Regions from separate parts of the Gossypium hirsutum genome. Here region 2 is linked to region 1. A link is a contact called in public Hi-C data. All regions are on one chromosome and are shown on one strand. The core of a region is the stretch at or near the end of the contact, and the rest is flanking DNA. Distances in the headings are between cores, read along the strand shown. Region 1 holds the start of LOC121208483 (acetolactate synthase 3, chloroplastic). Region 2 has its middle 17 kb from the start of LOC121208028.

Evidence for each region. Hi-C and Micro-C count contacts between places; a contact is called where the count stands out from the background.
Region 2: a contact with region 1 is called in a Hi-C map of petal, with 2.5 times the contacts expected there. The contact joins the enhancer-like site here to the promoter of LOC121208483 in region 1. A contact is called at or near these places in 5 of 34 Hi-C or Micro-C datasets (leaf, petal and seedling).

What each region holds. Positions count from the first base shown.
Region 1 is chrA10:78,862,849-78,866,261 of Gossypium_hirsutum_v2.1, forward strand. It overlaps LOC121208483 (acetolactate synthase 3, chloroplastic), which reads left to right and starts at 1,978. Exons shown (of 1, transcript XM_041079242.1): 1 at 1,978-3,413. The coding sequence starts at 2,053.
Region 2 is chrA10:78,918,603-78,921,934 of Gossypium_hirsutum_v2.1, forward strand. No RefSeq gene overlaps it. Among protein-coding and RNA genes, the nearest start is that of LOC121208028, 17 kb to the right of the region's middle. Within about 2 kb of position 1,574, at least 7 of the 9 cell types and tissues checked have an H3K27ac peak or open chromatin away from gene starts, as enhancers often do. A contact at or near this core is called in leaf, where this site is marked.

The DNA of each region.
Region 1 (3,413 bases), core at 728-3,227:
AAATCAGAGCGCTTGTTACCACGCATGTTCCTAACATACGCTAATTATAAGTACCAATTGACTTTCAAGGTCATCACTCATGTTCCCAACATTTTGATTGTTCACTAACAAATCGATAATAAATACAAGGAAAAGTTAATGATTGTCATATCGCTTCAATAATCAAACATATTGCTTCAATAATCAATCACATGGAAACGTGTATCACATTTATTAATGCAAAAGTTGCAAAACCCGCAAAACCGAACCGTTTATTACCATGCGTGTTCCCAACGTATGCTAATCATAAACACCAACTGACCTTTCAAGGTCATCATCATGTTCTCAACGTTATGGCTGCTCACTAACAGACTGACAATAAGTATGTACAAAATTTAATGATTGTCGAATCGCTTCAATATTCAATCACATGGAAACGTGTATCACATTCATTAATGTTAAAGTCACAACTCCCTGAAAATCAGAATGCTTATTACCATGCATGTTCCTAACATATGTTAATTATAAGTACCAGTTGACTTTCAAGGTCACCACTTATGTTCCCAACGTTATGACTGTTACTAGCAAATCGACAATAAATACGAGGAAAAGTTAATGATTGTCATGTCGCTTCAATACTCAGTCACATGAAAATGTATATCACATTTATTAATGCAAAATTCGCAAATCCTTGAAAATCAGAACGCTTATTACCACGCATGTTCCTAACATACGTTAATTATAAGTACCAAATGACTTTCAAGGTCGTCACTCATGTTCCCAACGTTCTGACTGTTCACTAACAAATCAACAATAAATATGAGGAAAAGTTAATGATTGTCACATTGCTTTAATACTCAGTCACATGGAAACGTGTATCAGATTTATTAATGCAAAAGTTGCAAAACCTAAAAAATTGCAACGCTTATTACTACACATGTTCCCAACCTATGCTAATCATAAGCACCATTTGACCTTTCAAGGTCGTCACTCATGTTCCCAATGTTATGGCTGCTCACTAACAACCCGACAATAAATATGTGGAAAAATTAATAATTGTCATATCGCTTCAATACTCAATCACATGGAAACATGTATCACTTTCATTAATGCAAAAGTCACAAAAACCCAAAAATCAAAATGCTTATGACCACACATGTTCCTAACATATGTTGATCATAATACCATTTGACCTTTTAAGGTTGTCACTCATATCTCTAAAATTTACTTATACGTACCCTTCAATGTGTTTAACACACAAACACCTAAAACAAATAAGTCTTGATGAATGTCACTTTGTAATCTCCCTCTCAACTTGGGTGAGGACAATTGTTTAAATAAATCATGTTGCATGAAGAAGCTACCTCACTGCATGAAGAAGCTTACCCAATACAACTAGAAAGCAACCTTAACACTGCATCACACTACTTCACCTAAAGAGATGCTCTTGCCAAATACTATAAGATCATTTACAAAAAGGTCATGCATGTATAGCATTTAGATCGACAACAAGTCACATCAACCTTGCATAATAACCCTTTAACAAGACAACATAGCTTCCAGTCACATCTTAGTGCACTTGTTGACATCTTAGTGCACTTGTTGAGAGTCCTCTGTGACTCAATAATTTCTTTGTTAAGATAGTTTTACACACCCAAACTTTGTTAAATATATTCAAAACCTTAAAACATCTCTCTTAGGCCTTAACCTATCTGATCTAGCTTTCAACATCACTGTGCGAACTACCGTTACCCATCCATTACCTAAACTTGCATCAATGGATTAGATTTCACATAAAAAGCAAATGATTGTTAACGATTTGATTGAGATTTTCAAAACCATGAAATACATGGCCAAAATTATTCAAATTAAAGTAGAAAGACTAATGATGTAACTTGAGTAAAGAACAGGGACTGTTCTTAATATATGACCAAAATGAATAAAACAAGAAGGGCAAAAGGGTAATGTAGGTAAAATCGAAACTTTAAAAGGGAATCACAATCACACTTTTCTTCCCACTCTCGCTCGCCACAGACACCAAAGAAAGGCCTCACCACAAGCCTCTCATCGACAATGGCGGCTGCCACTGCGAACTCCGCTTTGCCTAAGCTTTCTACGTTAACTTCCTCCTTCAAATCTTCCATACCCATTTCCAAATCCAGCCTTCCCTTCTCCACAACCCCTCAAAAGCCCACCCCTTACCGCTCCTTCGACGTTTCCTGCTCTCTTTCTCATGCAAGCTCTAACCCCAGATCCGCCGCCACATCCGTTACCCCAAAAAATGCTCCTCCCCATGATTTCATTTCCAGGTATGCGGATGATGAGCCCCGGAAAGGCGCTGATATCCTGGTGGAAGCCCTGGTTCGTGAAGGGGTCAAGGATGTGTTTGCCTACCCAGGTGGAGCTTCAATGGAGATCCACCAGGCTTTAACCCGCTCAAAAATCATCCGAAATGTCCTTCCGCGACACGAGCAAGGTGGGGTCTTTGCCGCCGAGGGCTACGCGCGCTCCTCTGGCATTCCCGGCGTTTGCATTGCGACGTCTGGCCCTGGGGCAACCAACTTGGTGAGTGGTCTCGCTGATGCAATGCTCGATAGTATCCCTCTCGTGGCGATCACTGGTCAAGTCCCTCGTCGGATGATCGGTACCGATGCTTTCCAGGAAACTCCAATTGTTGAGGTAACAAGGTCTATTACGAAGCATAATTATCTTGTTCTTGATGTGGATGATATTCCTAGGATTGTTAGTGAGGCTTTCTTTTTAGCTTCCTCGGGCAGGCCGGGACCTGTTCTGATTGATGTTCCTAAGGATATACAACAGCAACTTGCTGTTCCTAAATGGAACCATTCTCTTAGATTGCCAGGGTATTTGTCTAGGTTGCCTAAGGCTCCCGGTGAGGCTCATCTCGAACAGATTGTTAGATTGGTTTCTGAGTCTAAGAAGCCTGTTTTATATGTTGGTGGTGGGTGTTTGAACTCTAGTGAGGAGTTGAAGAGGTTTGTTGAGCTTACAGGGATACCTGTTGCAAGTACTTTGATGGGTCTTGGAGCCTTTCCGATTTCGGATGACTTGTCGTTACAAATGCTTGGGATGCACGGAACTGTGTATGCCAATTATGCTGTTGATAAGAGTGATTTGTTGCTTGCTTTTGGAGTGAGATTTGATGATAGGGTGACGGGAAAACTTGAGGCTTTTGCCAGCCGGGCAAAGATTGTGCATATCGATATCGATTCTGCCGAGATTGGGAAGAACAAGCAGCCTCATGTGTCAGTGTGTTCCGATGTGAAATTGGCATTGCAGGGGATAAATAAGATATTGGAGACCAAGGTAGCAAAGCTGAATCTTGATTATTCGGAATGGAGGCAGGAGTTAAACGAGCAGAAGCTGAAATTCCCTTTGAGTTACAAGACCTTTGGTGAAGCTATTCCACCTCA
Region 2 (3,332 bases), core at 324-2,823, 55 kb after region 1:
ATTTTGATTTCTAATTTAGTCCTTAGCCTTTTTTAATTTTTCCATGGATGAATCACCAAAAATATCTACTAACTTTTCCTTAATGGTCTATTTACCATATAAGGACCTCAATTTTTAAATCCCATAGTTATTTGATACTTATAACTACTAGAATTCAACTTTTTGCATTTTATGCAATTTGGTCCTTTCACTAATTAATCACATAATCGGTAAAAATTTTTTATTAGAATTTTCATACAATATTCCTATCATAATACGAACCATTCAATAATATTAAAATAAATTTTCTTTCTAGCTCAGATTTGTGGTCCCAGAACCACTGTTTTGATTTCACTGAAAATGGGTTGCTATAGTTCCTCATGAAATAAAACTTGTTCCAACTCTTCTCTAATCGTCAAATCTAGTTGTGGTGAAGAATCAGGCTAAGAATAATCCATATCGCTCTGAATATTGTCTAATTTCTAAATTAGTCTTTTTTTTCTAAGAACCAACGTGCCCATATACCTTTTTATTCCAATCCTTAATGTGACTCGTAAGGTTGGAAAGGGAATTAGATATATTTCCAGAAAAATTCCAATTATTCTTGACAAACTCAGAAAAACTTGAATGCTCAACCTATTCTGCTAGAAAACAAAATGGTCTACCTAAAAGAGTATGGAACTGTGGTTGAAGAGATATGATGAGGGGCCTGTGATCTGATTTGAGTCTTAGAAGGTGAGTGATAGAACAATTTGGGAACTTTGAAAGCCACATATCATTACTGATATATCAAGACGCTCAAATATGCCACCCATATACCATGTAAAGGGTGCGCCTTTGAAACCCAAGTCTTGTAGATCGAAGGAATCCATAAAATTCTGAAAAAAGAACAGCTTTTCCCATTAACTCGTCCACCCATTTTTCCATTAGAGGCTAAAATTGCATTAAAATCTCCCATTTCCATCCAAAGGGAATTCGAACATGGAATGGTTACTTTCAGGAAATCCCAAAGTCTCCTGCGTTTGCGAGTATCAGGGATACTATAAACAAAGACAACATAAATTGGTCACTGAAAAGAATTATACGAAACCTTAGACATAACAAATTGCGAGTGACTTCATATAATTTCCACCTGAATCGACTCCTTCCAACCGACCCAAATACCCCCAAAAAAACTTATAGCTTCCATCCGATGAGAACGTTGAAATCCGAGACTAACAATGACTAAGTCAGCTTTGCTACCACTAACTCTTGTTTCTAAAAGGCCAACAATATCCTGCTTATACTCTCGAAAAAACTTCTTGCTAGCATAACCTTGAAAATTCCACACACAAAAGAAAAAGATAAACTCATAAATAAATATGTATATATAAAATCAAATAGATAAAGAAAACTTATCATATTTCATGTCTATCAGATACCTTCTCAACTTTTTACGTCACTACTCTAGCCTTTCTTTTTAGCCTCCAAATTAATTTCGAGCTAATAAGCTTGGCCATTAAATTCATAGTGTTTGCTAGTGGGACCCTTACATTGCTAAAATTTTGAAGACGCCTCTTTCTCTAATTATCTTGTTGATGACACCACTCGAGCAAACAGTACCCTTAATTCCTAACCAGCTCCCTTTAGGATTTGAAGACCCTTTACCTCTTTCACCCGTGGTACCATTGTCAAGAGACTTGGCATGTTTAATTCTCCTAGTTTCCTTGAAGATAACAGTCTAGTGATTTTTAGGATTAAAAATTTTATTACTTAAATCCACCATTGACTCAACCAGCCCATCAAAGGTGGGGTTAAAATGGACAGTAATTCCCACGAGAACTGACCCCTCCCTATTTAAAAAGATCAATTGAGAATCATGATCTGAAACATTGACCTTTTTAGCTAAAACATTAATGGAGTCATTCGAAACATCTTGTAGCTAAATTTCAGTGTCATCATGAGGCTACTGCTATAAAGAAATTAAAAAAAGAGTCAACATGCTCCTTATTAATTTCCAGAGACTTAAGACCCATTGTGATGTCATGAAGTTGCTACTGCAAAGACAAAAAAACAAAATTAGGCTTAGGCTTTCGAGTAAGGAACTTGTCTGAATTAAATTTTCTAAAAGTCTTGGCCTATTACCTTCCAACAAATAAACTCCATTAACAGGCCCAAAAACTTGCTCCTTGTTAATTTCTAATGACTTGAGACCCATTGTGACATCATACTGTTGCTGTTGTGAAAAAGAAAAAAAATTAGGCTTTGAAATAATTACTATTCGGTCAGAAGACTTACCTGGGCTTTCGGATAAGAAGCTTGTCTTAATTAAATTTTCTAAAGGTCCTGGCTCGTTACCCTCCAACATATCAACTTCATTAACAAGCCCAAAAACTCTATCATACAGCTAGCCCGTTTTCCTTGAAAAAAATTGCTCATTATTAAATTAGAAAGAGCTTCCCCCCCTTTTTTTTAAAAAAGTCAACCTTCTGAAATAGAACCCCCTAAATTTCCTCCTTTGTTCCTTTATTTTTTCGATCATCGATCATCAACAATGCACTAAATCGGGAGCCTTCCCTTTGTTTGGGAAAAATTTTTACCGTCGAATTCTCATTACCCATTAGATTTTTCCATGATTTTCGCTCGACAAGAATCCATCGGCCAAACGACTCCAACATCTCATCCGTCTTCTCCTTCTCCAATAAGTTAAACTTAACTGTTTCTCTAACCGCTGTGCTCTCTATTGCAGGTTTTTAGTAAGGGCAAATATCACAAACGTGGCCATATCGACCACACGAAAAGTAAAATGTTGACAACGACTCGTATTCAACACGTTGCATCGTGCCATTAACCAAAACATGTGGTATGAGTGATTTGTCTAGATTGATAAAAACTACCATACGAGCAAACTTTCCTCTCGAACCACAATCTATCTTAAAATCCAGTTTGGTCACCTTACCAATTAGACTTCCGATTTTTTCTAGAATTTTATTTTTATAAAAGTCATCGGGTAAACTAGAAAAGTGAACCCAAACCATGACAGATTTTGGGAACGACTGAATTAGATTAAAATTTGGAGTCTATGGCTAAAAAGTGAGATATTGTCTGAAGACAATCCACGACCCTTGAGTGAGCAACTTTTCATAGTCATCCTTACTCTGAAATTTGATGAGAAAATGGTCATTTTCGACATCCATTAGATAAACGGTAGTAAAGGCTTCCTAAGACTGAATATCCGATTATGAAGGGTGGAATAGGCTATATTTTGTCCCAACAGTTTCACCACCACCGTGATTGCCATGTCCCTAATTAAAAACGGTTGGATTCTTTTAGAGAAGTTGATCACAGGAACTCTATTAATTGTAGTCCTTGTG